2 separate regions of the Pan troglodytes genome follow, and region 2 is linked to region 1. The links are chromatin contacts, called in public HiChIP or PLAC-seq maps. All regions are on one chromosome and are shown on one strand. The core of a region is the stretch at or near the end of the contact, and the rest is flanking DNA. Distances in the headings are between cores, read along the strand shown.

What was found. HiChIP or PLAC-seq counts read pairs in DNA pulled down with a chosen protein or histone mark.
Region 2: an H3K4me3 HiChIP or PLAC-seq map of stem cell-derived excitatory neurons shows a contact between it and region 1, with 4 times the contacts expected there. The contact joins the promoter of RAB11A here to the promoter of DENND4A in region 1. A contact is called at or near these places in 1 of 7 Hi-C or Micro-C datasets (stem cell-derived neural progenitor cells) and 1 of 1 datasets of contacts at active chromatin or transcription factors (stem cell-derived excitatory neurons).

Annotation. Positions count from the first base shown.
Region 1 is chr16:57,779,130-57,785,929 of NHGRI_mPanTro3-v2.0_pri, reverse strand. It overlaps DENND4A (DENN domain containing 4A), which reads left to right and starts at 2,987. Exons shown (of 33, transcript XM_523102.9): 1 at 2,987-3,270.
Region 2 is chr16:57,855,583-57,862,382 of NHGRI_mPanTro3-v2.0_pri, reverse strand. RAB11A (RAB11A, member RAS oncogene family) reads right to left here and starts at 2,806. Exons shown (of 5, transcript XM_510490.6): 1 at 2,413-2,806. The coding sequence starts at 2,452. It overlaps TRNAQ-CUG (transfer RNA glutamine (anticodon CUG)), which reads left to right and starts at 2,905; the gene lies at 2,905-2,976.

The sequences.
Region 1 (6,800 bases), core at 1,738-4,237:
GATTAAATACATTGGAATGTCACTCAAACACTGTTTCACAGTGAATACAATTTGTCAATATGGATTCTACTTTGTGACACATCTAAATAGTTTCTAATAGGCCATAGATCCCTGGTAGTTTTTCTCACCCATAAGGAAGCCCTGTAGCATAGCTATCAAGGACTGCTTTGTAGGCCGGGTGTGGTGGCTCATGGCTGTAACTCCAACACTTTGAGAGACTGAGGAGAGCGGATCACCTGAGGTCAGGAGTTCGAGACCAGCCTGGCCAACATGGTGAAACCCCCATCTCTGCTAAAAATACAAAAATTAGCCAGGCGTAGTGGAGGGCGCCTATAATCCCAGCTACCCGGGAGGCAAGAGAATCGCTTGAACCCAGAAGGTGGAGGTTGCAGTGAGCCAAGATCACGCCACTGCACTCCAGCCTGGGCGACAGAGCAAGACTCTGTCTTAAAAAAAAAGGATTGCTCTCTAGAGGCTCCAGGTTTTCATTTAAAGATGTGAGAAACTTCTGGTATAGCAATTAAGGTGCATAGATTTAACAGGTGGAGAGGATTAGGCTGTACAACAGCTTGCGCTTCCATTGCTTTAAATGGTTATTGGTTTCATAGTTTTCCTTCATGCATCATTCAAATCACAGCATTTTAAAATAACTTCTAAGAAATAGCCAGATACAGTTCCACATATAAAATATGACAATTTCAGAAATGGCATGGGGCCAAAATTTATTATCCAAAAAATTCTATTTGGCTCATGTCTACAGTTAGAATCCCTTGCCCAAATCACATCTAGGGTTTAGGTTTAACCGTGACTATAGTCACATATGCCTGGAGTGTTGAGAGGACTCCTGATATGACTGTTAAGGGGGGCTCTGAGGTACGATACTTCCTGGGTACACAGTCAAATGCTGCGTATTGGTTTTCTACTGTTTATCAATATTGTTCTTTAAGAAGCTATTTTCTCTGATTAAAAAAACCTTCATGCCTTTTAAACTTTTGAAAGGTTTTAGAATCTCATTGTGTATGCTACATGCAACTATATAACATTTTAATTGGTACTCTGTAGATGAAAATATTTGTGTGTATATATATATATATGCACATATATATGTATAACCAACTAAAAGAGTGCTTTTGCTGCTAGTGGAATATTTTGATATGCCAAGCTACTCCTTAAAGAGGAATTGACCTGATACATCTAGCAACACTTAAAACTAATGAAAGGCTAAATCTGTGTCCAATGGGTAAAGAATTGGGAGGGTTCCCAACTGGACTTTAAAAAAAGCTTTTTAAGGTAGGGCACAATGGCTCATGCCTGTAAACCCAGCACTATGGGAGGCTGAGGTGGGTGGATCACTTGACCCCAGGAATTCAAGACCGGCCTTAGGCAACATAGTGAGACATAGTCTCTACAAAAAACAGAAAAATTTGCCGGGTGTGGTGGTGGGCACCTGCAGTCCCAGCTACTCCAGAGGCTGAGGTGGGAGGATCAATTGAGCCTGGGAGGGAGGCTGTAGTAAGTCGTGATCAGGCCACTGCACTCCAGCCTGGGCAACATAGCAAGACTCTGTGTCAAAAACAAGTCTTTTTTTACAGCTTTAACTGACATACAGAGGACTACATATATTTAAAGTATGCAACTCGATTGTTTTGTTTTGTTTTAAAGCAAAATCTTGCTCTGTCACCCAGGCTGGAGTGCAGTGGCACAATCTCGGCTCACTGCAGCCTCCGGCTCTGGGGCTCAAGCGATCCTCCCACCTCAGCCTCTCAAGTAGCTGGGACCACAGGCGCACGCCACCACGCCCGGCTAATTTTTTGTATTTTTGGTGGAGACAGGGTTCTCACCATTTTGCCAGGCTAGTCTTGAACTTCTGAGCTCAAGCTGACCCTCTTGCCTCGGCCTCCCTAAGCGTTGGGATTACAGGCATGAGCAAAGGCGCCTGGCCTCAGTTATTTTTATAACCTTTATAGCATGTTTCCCCTTAAAATGTGCTGAAGTACTTTTTTATTGTCCCTCTTCTCCCACTAAACTGCAGTTTCCTGAAGGCAAAGGTTTTCTGTTTCCCTCACCACTGTGCACCCTCTGTATGGATGTTTGTTGACTGAATGAATGAATATAATGAAAGAACTGGAGGTAGGAAATAAAGTTGTAAACTTGGTTAGTAAAAGGCTATGCAATTTAGGAAAAGTTGACTTCAAAGCAGAGGGATTTTGGGGGTCCTGTTTCTTCTTTCATTTGTCCATGGAATAATGTCTAACATTTATTGAGTACTTTCAAGCACTATACTAAGTACTTCACAGGTATTATAGAATTTAGCTCCCGAGCAACCCCATGGGGGTAATCAAGCTTTATTAACCTCATCTGTCAACAGCCATCAATGGTGGAGAGCCACAGTCAGGTTTAAGTAGGCCGTATCCAATTAATCCAAAGTAATCGACACCCCGTCAGTCAACAATAGCTGTTTCATCAACGTACTTTTCGGAGAAACCCCCTGAATTCCCCGCTTTACCTTTCTATCTTGGGACCGAAACCTACTCGGCGGTTGCTAACCCTTAAGGGAGTTTCCTGGAGAATGTGAGCACCCTTGGTGGAGTGAGCAGCAGCTGCTCAGATCTAGCAAGTCTGAGACGAACCGAGCAAGGCAATCTTAGGACTCCCAGAGTGCCGGGGAGGAAGGAAGAAACAGGTCAGTTGGCGCGAACTGGATTCTTGTGCCTCTGGGTGACGAAAGGTGAAGGGATTGTACGCTTCGCCCACGCCAGCCTGGGGCTTGGGATCTCCTGACCCGACGGGGAACCGCGGTGCGTTTCCCCAACTACACCGCACGTCACGGGCTAAGGCGACTTAGTCCCGCCCACCTTCTCCGCCCCATTATCAGTTTGGCGCTAGGACCCCACGACCCTCAACTCGGCCCTCTCCTCCCACTCGGGCCAGATCCGGCCTTCGATTGGTGCTCGCGGGCGTGATTCCCGCCCCCGCCCCTTCCGTCATTGCCAAGATGGCGCCGGTCGCGGTGGCCGCGGAGGCTAGAGTCGGAGAAAGAGGCGGAGGCAGTGGCGGCCGCGAGGGGAGGGGGAGTCCCGTCTGACTGAGACGGCAGGCCTGGGCGGGCGGGCGGGGGTGCCGCGAAGGGCGGAGCGCCGGGCTGGGGATGAGCTAAGCGGGCTCAGAGCGCCGCGGCATTCAGCCCCTCGTGTCCCGCTACCGCGCGTGAGGGATTCCGGCGCCGCTCTCCGAGCTCGATCCGCTGCTCGCACGGGAGCCAGCTGGGAGGTGAGTGCGGGGGCGGCGACCCGGGCAGCGGTGGCAGGTGGAGCTGTCACGGCCCGGAGAGGTGACAGCCGGGGGCGCGGGAGCGGGGCGGGCGGGTTCGGGGAGGCGGCACGGATGGCCGAGATCTCCGCCCGAGAGCTCCTGAGATCCGGGAGGTGCTCCGCGGCTCGGTCCGCCCCGGGATGGCGCGGCGGTGCTGAGAGTAGCACCCGCGCCTCTGCGTCGGACGCGTGGGGGGCTCCTGTGTTTTCATTCCAGATTTTCTATTCCAGGCTGGCCTGGGGCTGTTGTTATTTGGGAGTGGGGGCGGGGAGGGGGAGGTCCTGGATCTGGGATTTTGACAAGCCCGTTACGTAAGTCGGAGGTGGCTTCCCGGAATCCCACCTGCTCGGTATCTGAGACAGGCGGCGGGGGGAGCCCGGGGTGCCTGCAGGCCCACTTTTCCTCCCAGGGTCTGTTCAGCCTTCCCCGGCCCGCGGGCACGGGTTCTGCGTGAGCGCGGCCAGCGTCCAAGTTGGCCAGTTTTTTCCTAGTCTTTTTGGGGGGGTGTGTGGTGGGGGAAGGGAACTGTTCCTGGTTACCACCATTCCCTTTGAAGTTTATTGCTTTCTGGAGGTGGGGGGCAGGAAAAACAGTAAAAAGCTTGTGACCTAAAATTGGGTCGCAGCGACAGCTTTTCATTATCGTGCTTTTAAATGACAGATGTGCTGGAAGATTGTTGTTGTTGTTCCAATGTGCTTTTAATTCAAACGTATGGTTACGCCTAGAACCGTAGAGAGAGGTTTTTGTCTTATAGGACAGTTATTTCTTGTTTGCAACAGCAGGACAGGCATCAGTCAACAGGCATGTATTTATTTGAGGAGAAAACGCGTGTCAGCCAGCTAGAGACCCGTGAGGGCAGAAATTGTATTACTCTGTGAATATGTTATTCTTTAAAATGTATTATACGTTAATGAAAAGAATAGCCCGAATGTAAAAGAAGTCTTACAAGAAAGATTACAAGCTGTTATTTGGTGTGTATATAGTCTCCTTCTATTTTCTGTTTACCCTAGTATACCTCTTCTCTCCTTGGGGGAGGAGGTGGAGACACCTGTAAACAGCGTAGCCCCGGTTACGCTGATCTATTGTAGTACATTTGGGATTATTTTAAGAAGTATTCTGGGGGACCTAAGATTGGGTAATAAGTAAGGACTCTTGAGCAAGTTATTCAGTTTATGTTGATAGCGGTTCTGGGATTCGACTTCTGAAAACTTAAGTATACAAAATTTCTGAGCTGTTTGAACCCTGTTTGAACTTAAAATAAAATATTATATTTGACTTCTTTTTTGGAAACTGTTTTGGGCAGAATTAAACATTTTCGGCAATTTTTACTTTATTTTCACGATTTCCCTTTGAACCACAGCTCTCAGTAGGAGTCCAGAACAGCATATGTTATCATCATCATTATATATAATATGTTACATAATTTTCTTTTTCTGAATGATTAAACATAGACCTACTTCACTGTGGAGTTTAATTTTTGTTTTATATTATTTTTTAAGCCCCTTCCATTCTGGGATCACTGTGGAATTTTATAACAGTGTACTTGCTGAGAAAGTTAATTGATCTTGATACCAGTCGCAAATTGGGAATAAATATAGATAACTTTTGGTCCAAGTTTTAAACTTATATACACAATTTTACATTTTTGAAAATTGGTGAAGCAATATGAATTTTTTGTCTGTGCAAGAGAGCCAGGAAGTTGATGCTGATTTGTTCTGAACTTTTCCACATGAATTACCACTGGTTTAAAGAGTTATTGATTCTCAAGTTCCTGGAACTGTTGTCCTATTTCTGGTAACTTGAATAGTATTTAGTATAATTGGGAGGCTAGAAGAAGAGACTACATGACATTTATTAATTCATTAAAAAAATTATGGCAGAATTATAAAATAAAATTAGCTGGGATTAATAGAATTGTAAAATAAAAGTAGCTGGGACTACAGGCGTGCACCACCGTGCTTGGCTAATTTTTGTATTTTTTGAGACGGGGTTTCGCCATGTTGCCCAGACTGGTTTTGAACTCGTGAGCCCAAGCAATCTGCCCGCCTTGGCCTCCCAAAGTGCTGAGATTACAGGCGTGAGCTACCGCACCCGGCCAGTTATTACTCTTATAACTGCTATTATAAAACTTGGTTTTCCACTGAGTGATATTAGTTACATTATATTTTGTTGTTTGCAGAATTTTTCAAAGCATTCTATGTCCTACAAAAACCTACTTAAAGCACTGATGCAGATAGAGGTGTTTGGTATATAATAAACCTTGTGCTATTCCTACTTAAATTGATGGTGCATTGTTCTAGGTGGAAAACAAAAGTTGCTCTAGCAGGAAAATTGACTTGTTATTCTTGCCTTCGCTGATGTCAGAGACTTATCTTTGTGGGATTTTTCCTTTTTCCTACCACAGGTAGAAGAAGAGTGACTGAGAATAGCTGATACATTTTTCTTCCTTATTTTTTTTTAATCTAATACCCTAGATTGATTGTTTATTCAGTAGAATTTGTGGGAGGATGCTGGGTGTGGAGGGAGTCAAGCACACCACACTTTATTATTGTATATCATAGTTATCACTTTGAATTCTACAAGACCAATGTAGAAATGTACTTTTAAGAAGTGATTACGCCCTATGAGGTGGCTCACGCCTGTTATTACAGCCCTTTGGGAGGCCAAGGCAGGAGGATCCCGTGAGCCCAGGAGTTTGAGACTGCAGTGAGTTATGATTGTGCCACTGCACTCCAACCTGGGCAACAGAGTAAGACCCTGTCTCAAAAAACAAAAGTTTTTTTAAAAACTTAACATTTTATAAGAGTGGAACAATTTTAATAGTCAAATGCATTATAATATGGGAATGGTGAAATTAATGATAATCTATATGGTGGATACAACTTCTAAAAATCATTTTAAAAATGTACTGACATAAGAAAGTATAATATAATAGTTAAATGCATTATAATATGGGAATGGTGAAATTAATGATAATCTATATGGTGGATACAGCTTCTAAAAATCATTTTAAAAATATACTGACATAAGAAAGTATAATATAATAGTCAAATGCATTATAATATTGGAATGGTGAAATTAATGATAATCTATATGGTGGATACAGCTTCTAAAAATCATTTTTAAAATGTACTGACATAAGAAAGTATAATATAATATTAAGAGAAAAATTAGAATATAAAGAAACATATACATGTAAATGGCAAAAAGATTTGCAGGAGACATATAAAATAGTAAGAGATGTTATCCCTGGGTGATCGGATTATGGGTAATTTTTATTTTAGTTTTTGTGCTTTTCTCTATTCTGAATAATTATTACTTTTTTTTTTTTTTTTTTAAGACAAGTCCTGGCTCTATCACCCAGGCTGGAGTGCAGTGGCGTGATCTTAGCTCACTGCAACCTCCACCTCCTGGGCTCAAGCCATCCTCCCACCTTGGCCTCTTAAGTAGCTGGGACTACAGGTGTGCACCACTGTGCTTGGCTAATG
Region 2 (6,800 bases), core at 1,557-4,056, 77 kb before region 1:
GCTAGGGAGGCTGAGGCCTGAGCCTGAGGAGGCCGAGACTGCCGTGAGCCTTGATTGTGCCACTGCACTCCAGCCTGGGGGACAGAGCGAGACCCTGTCTCCAAAAAAAAAAAAAAAAAAACCTGACAAAACCACAGTAACTTCTTTCACATTATTACCATTTATTGAGTCCTCATGGTTAAAATTTTACGAACAGTCTCATTTAATTCTCACAATCTTAAGAGGTGGGTATTTTCCTTTTTATAAAGTAGAGAACTGAGACTCAGAAAAGTTAACTTTTCCAAGGTCATAAAGTAAATATAAGACCTGAGTCAGGATCTAAACCGAGGTCTACGTGATTCCAAAGCTCAGTGCTCTCAATTGTTGCTAGAAGGATGGTCTAATCAAAAAGTTAAAATACTTTAGGCCAATTCAGAATATTTAATATTCTTTGTTAAAAAATAAAAGGACCTTGTATAACCAACATTCAAGTTCAAACCAAACAGGAGAAATACCCTGACGGTCTATCTTGTTCTGAATTAATTACTTCAAAGACAACCTTTATAAAAGCACACTACCATTATACCATATTTCAAAACACAAACCTAACCTTTAACCCCAAAGTCTCAAGAGATTCAAATAGTTTCACATCATCTCAGATACCTTCGGCAAAAGGTATGCTGTCATATACTTTTTGTAATCCAGGCCTCAGTTTTGTATTTGTAAAATGAACTAAGTACCCTGAAAGTACTTTCCAGTATGGAGGGGGAGGGTGGATACCAAAAGTATTCACCCTATACAGTAGAATATTCTGAGTCAGAGGAGTAAGAGATGATAAGAGTATAACAGCAGACTACTTAGTATAACAAGATTTGCAAAGTATTGGGAAAGCAAAGAAATCTTTCCTGCTTGGTTTAGTCAATCATTCTTAGCACCCAATGGCAAAGACAGAAACAGTCACCATGCTTAACACTCTTGAAACTCCACCCTCCACAGTAAAGCTTTAATAGCAATGGCTTCTTCCTCAGTGGTAATGATCTTTGTTCGGCACACTACTGATGGCTACCTTCCCAATTCAGGAGCAGAGAAAGAGCATCAGAGTGAGAGTGCATTCGCTGAACAAAAAAAGCATCTACTGTACTCTCTTCTCATTGAAAAACGTACCCTTTATCTTCGTTGATTAAAAAAAAAACTGGATTCCTTCCGGACTCAACCAATAAGCAATTCTTTCTAACCAACCCTGACCCTCCAATATGTTCTGTCCAAGGGCACTACATGTTTCCGTATCTTATAATAAATATTTAATGTAACCAAAAGAGCACACAACTTCCTCCCACCCCCAACCTTTTGGGAAAGGTATGTGGCTAACTAGGGCTCTTCCCTTCCTGTTGGATCCTCCCAGCGTTGCAGCAGGAAGCAACCAGTCCATAGAGATAAAGCAAGCTAGTATTTGTGCAGCGCACAACCTTTCCTGCTCAGGAACCAGGCCTTCAGGTCTGGCAAGGATAACAGCCACCACCCATCCGCAACCTCATCTCGCGAACCGAGTAAAGAGTTATCCCGGGTTGGGTGCCACTGAGTAGGGAGGGCAAGAAAAGAAAAGGCTAGGTGGGAAGTAATGTCAGCCTGCCGGGTCACTGCGACAAGTGCGCGAGTGGGTGATGGGCGATCCCTCTTACCCTCCCTCCCACCACCCGGGTCGCAACGGAGACAAGGGAGCTCTAAACACGATTTGGGGAGGGAAGGTAGAGAGAGTTGCCAAATGGGGAGTGGGAGAGGGAGCGGTCAGAGAAGGTTAAGGACCGCGAGAACCGCGGGGCGGAGGGTGGGGGCGGGGGCCCTTGGCCCGCTCAGATTTTACGGGGTCCTGGACCCGGGATGGGAGAAGCTTAGAGGGGCGGCCGTCCAAGTGGAGGGGAGATACAGAAGAGACGCTCGCTCGAGGGGGGAAAGAGGGCAGATAAGAAAAAGACCTGTGATGGGAGTCTGCACCGAAGGCAAGGCCAAGAGGGAAGCGAAGAACCCGTCAGAGGGGCTTCGGGAGAGGACGCGAGCTGGGAAGGGTGTACGCCGAGGGGGAGGGGGCGCTACACCCGAAAAGAGAGATGGTGGGAGGAGCGGCGGGGCCGTAGAACCCGGGGAAAGGAATTCGACGATGTGGGAGAAGGCAGTCCGCCAGGGGAAGGACACGCAGGGAGGGGCTCTGAGGCCAGCGAAGGCCTATGGAGAGGTCGCTCAGAGAGCGGCATGTGATGGGCACCCCTGTCTGAGCGGGGGAGAAGGGGCTGAGCTGGGTAGGAGACGGAACCGCACAAAAAGGAAGGGCCGAGGGAGGCCTATATCAGTGCAGGGGTGGCCGGCACGAGGGTCCACCGGGAGTGGCCCGGGTCCCCGAACGAGGACTGTGTAGAGTGCGAGAGCCCATGGCCTCACCTTTAAAGAGGTAGTCGTACTCGTCGTCGCGGGTGCCCATTGCGCGGCCGAGGAGCGAAAGGGCGGGAGCAGCAGTGGTATCTGTGGGACCAGGGGGCGTCGCTGCAGGGGTAACCCGAGCGCCGAGCTTCAACTGCCGGACTGGGTGAAGAGCCCCTCCCTGCCGCTGCGCCACTTCCGGCAGGCCCCAGCCTTTAAGGGGAAGTACTTCCGGGGGCGGCGCCCCGCCCCTGAGCCCAACAAGGGCGGTGTGCGCGAGAGTCGAGATGCGTGGGGCTTCAAGCTTTAGTCGCTAAAGGAGGCTCAAAGGGGAAACTGAGTCCTGGAACTCCTAGCTACCACAGTCTTAGTGGCCGCTTGCTCATTTCTCGAGCTACCGTGCCGGAAGCGGCTCGCTGGAACCGGGCGGGACCGCCTGTGAGTGGTGGGTTTGTGGATGGGGGCGGGGTTCTCTGAGGATTAGAGAGCCGAAGGCAGCTACACACGCGTGGCGGTTCCATGGTGTAATGGTTAGCACTCTGGACTCTGAATCCAGCGATCCGAGTTCAAATCTCGGTGGAACCTGTATTGGTTTTTTTTTGTTTGTTTTTTTGTTTTTATCTTGACATCTTTAATTCACTTTTTTGGTCACTAAGTAATTGAACAACTATGACACATCTTAAGATGAGATGTAAAATTTAATCCTTGCCTATGAAGACCTCACAAATTTCCCACTGCATTTCAGGTGCTATCTGCTACCTGGCGGGGGGTTGTCTTAATGAGCTTCTTCACTGCCTTTTTTTCACCCTGGGCTCTCAAACCTTGATTCAAAAGCTTCAGTGAAACTTTAAAATTCCTTTTGCTGGAATTTTCTACCTCCAGCTTCATGCACGGGTAGGCGCTTGTCACTCACTCCTCTCCGGAAATCTCGCAATCTATCTCATTTTCATTTAGAGTACTTCGCCCACCCTCCTCATCAAGATTCATCAAGAACTTGAGTCCTATTTGTAGGCCTCTAATCTAAGTCCGTTTACATAAGTATTTCATTTAACATGCCAAGCAAAGGATGGTAATTTCCATTTTAGCGGAAATTTGGATACTAAGACTCAAGTGATTTGCCAGATATCATGTCACAGGGCCTCCCTGTATTTGAAGAGAATGTTGTTATTCCAGAAAAGCCTTTATCCAATTATTGTCACACCTCCTACCTCCTATATGCAAACTCTCGATTTAGACTTGTGGGCAAGTATGCCTATAACAGGCAGAATAATGCCCCCTGCCAATGATGTCCACTTCCCAATTCCTGGAGACTGAATAGGTTAGGTTACATGGCAAAGGGGAATTGAGGTTACAGATGAAATTAAGGTTGCTTATCAGCTGACATTAAATTAGGGATATTATCCTGGATTAGTTGGGTGGGCCCAGTGTTGTCATAAGGTCCTTAGAAGTGGAAAATGGGCTGGGCACGGTGGCTCAGGCCTTAATTCCAGCACTTTGGGAGGCCAAGGTGGGTGGATCACCTGAGGTCAAGAGTTCAAGACCAGCCTGGCCAACAAGGTGAAACCCTGTCGCTACTAAAATACAAAAAATTAGTCTGGCGTGGTGGTGGGTGCCTGTAGTCCCAGCTACTCTGGAGGCTTAGGCATGAGAATCGCTGGAACCCGGGAAGCGGAGGTTGCAATGAGCTGATACCACGCCACTGCACTCCAGCCTGGGCAACAGAGAGAGACTCGTTCTCAAAAAAAAAAAAAAGTGGAAAATGGAGGCAGAAGAGGTCAGAGTGATGTGACTTGAAAAGACCTCAATCTGCCCTTGCTGGCTTTGAAGATGGAGGAAGGGGCCCAGGAGCCTAGGAATCTGGAGGCTTCTAGAAGCTGGGAAAGGCATGGAAACAGATTCTTCCATAAGGCCCCCAGAAGGAACACAGCCCTGCTGACAACTTGATTTTAGCCCAATGAGACACTTGTCAGACCTGTGACCTACAGAACTTTAAGCAATAAATTTGTGTTGTTTTATTTCACCAAGTTTGTGGTAATTTGTTATAGAAGCAATAGAAAACAAATACAGTGCCAATTTCAGTGCTTTCTCTACTGCTATAAAGTGATAGTAAGTTTATCTAAGGTCCTGTAATCCCAGCTACTCAGGAGGCTGAGGCAGGAGAATTGCTTGAACCAAGGAGATGGAGGTTGCAGAGAGCCGAGATTGCGCCACTGCACTCCAGCCTGGTGACAGAGTAAGACTCCTTCTCAAAAAAAAAAAAAGAACAATAATGTTTAATTTAGTCTCAAGCATGACTAATAAAAATGGTGTGTTGGTTAATACTGAGTGTCAGCTTGATTGAATTGAAGGATCCAAAGTATTGATCCTTGTTGTGTCTGTGAGGGTGTTCCCAAAGGAGAAACAGTTGAGTCAATGGGCTGGGAAAGGCAGACCCACCCTTAATCCGGGTGGGCACCATCTAATCAGCTGCCAGTGAATATAAAGCAGGCAGAAAAATATGAAAAGGCTAAACTGGCTTAGCCTCCCAGCCTACATCTTTCTCCCGTGCTGGGTGTTTCCTGCCCTCGAACATTGGACTGCAAGTTCTTCAGCTTTGAGACTCGCACTGGCTTCCTTGCCTCTCAGCTTGCAGAAGGCCTATTGTAGGACCTTGTGATCGTGCGACTTAATACTACTTAATAAATTGCCCTTTATATATGTGTCTATCCTATTAGTTCTGTTCCTCTAGAGAACCCTGACTAGTACAGTTGGTAAGAAAATCAAAAGGAACTCTCTAGTAAAAAGCCTGGAATTATAAATTTAGAAATGCCTAGCCTTAGACTATGGGGGAGAAGCAAGACCTGAAATATATCTCACCCTCCACATCTGGGGAGGTGACTTTACATGTTTGTTAAAAACAAAGTGAGGACTGATAAGTCTGTGTTTATACTTCAGCTCAGCCATTCACTAAAGCTGTGTCAATTTCAATAATTTAATCCTGCTGAATCCCAGTTTCTTACCTGCAAAATGGGGACAAACAGGAAGAAGGAATTAAGTAACAATGTATAGCTGTTAATATCATGCATGGCACATAATAAATATTTATGAATGCATTGATTTTCTTTTCTCTCTTTTTTTTTTTTTTTTTTTTTTTTTTGAGTCAGGGTCTTGCTGCGTCACCCAGGCTGGAGTGCAGTAGTGCGATGTCAGCTCACGGCAACCTCCATATGCTGGGCTCAAGCAATTCTCCCACCTCCACCTCCACCTCCCAAGCAGCTGGGACTACAGGTGTGCGCCATCGCACCTGGCTAATTTTTGTATTATTTGTAGAGATGGGGTTTTGCCATCTTTGCCCAGGCTGGTCTTGAACTCCTGAGCTCAAGCGATCCTCCCACCTCAGCCTCCAAAAGTGCTGAGATTACAGGAATAAGCCACTGCACCTGGCCAAATGCAATGATTTTCAACGGGTCAATTTGGTCCCCAGAGACATTTGATAATATCTGGAGACATTTTTAGTGTCACTACTTGGGGGTGCTACTGGTATCTAGTAGAGACCAGGGATACTGCTAAACGTTCTACAACACACAGGATAGCACTCCCATCAAAAAGAATTATCTGGCCCAAAATGTTAATAGTTACCAAAGTTGAGAACCATGAGTTATTATTGTAAGAATTAGCCAGATGCGAGGCCAGAGCCTATGATGGGAAAGGGGCAGGGTGCCATGATCCTCACCTCCCTGTCCTAGCTCATTTGAAGAAAGCGAACTCACTCCCTAGGTCTCAGGAAGAATGCCCAGGGACAGACGTTCCTCCCGTCAGTATCCCATAAAGCAGAGCCTGGGGGCCACCGGCCTGACACAAAAAGCTTCCATAGTGGCTTCCATTTGTTAAATAAACCTATCACTGTTCTATTTCTTTCTTTTTTCTTATTTTTTTCAAGATGGAGTCTCTCTTTATCGCCCAGGCTGGAGTGCAGTGGTACTAACTCGGCTCACTGCAACCTCTGCCTGCCAGGTTCAAGTGATTATCCTGCCTCAGCCTTCTGAGTAGCTGGCATTACAGACATGCACCACCACACCTGGCTAATTTTTGTATTTTTGTAGAGACAGGGTTTCACCATGTTGGCCAGGCTGATCTCAAACTCCTGACCTCAAGTGATCCACCCACCTCAGCCTCCCAAAGTGCTGAGATTACAGGCGTGAGCCACCGCGCCCGGCCTCAGTGTTCTATTTCTTAACTCAAAGGATTTTTACAGGGTTGTTCCCTTTATAACTGTGTGTTAAACTCTACATACCAGTTTTATGCACTTTTGTAATAGTATTGGGTTTATTTCACAATACAATTTTTAGATGGGGCATGGTGGCTTGTGCCTGGGAGGCCAAGGTAGGAGTATCACTTGATGCCAGGAGTTCAAGACCAGCCTAGGCAAC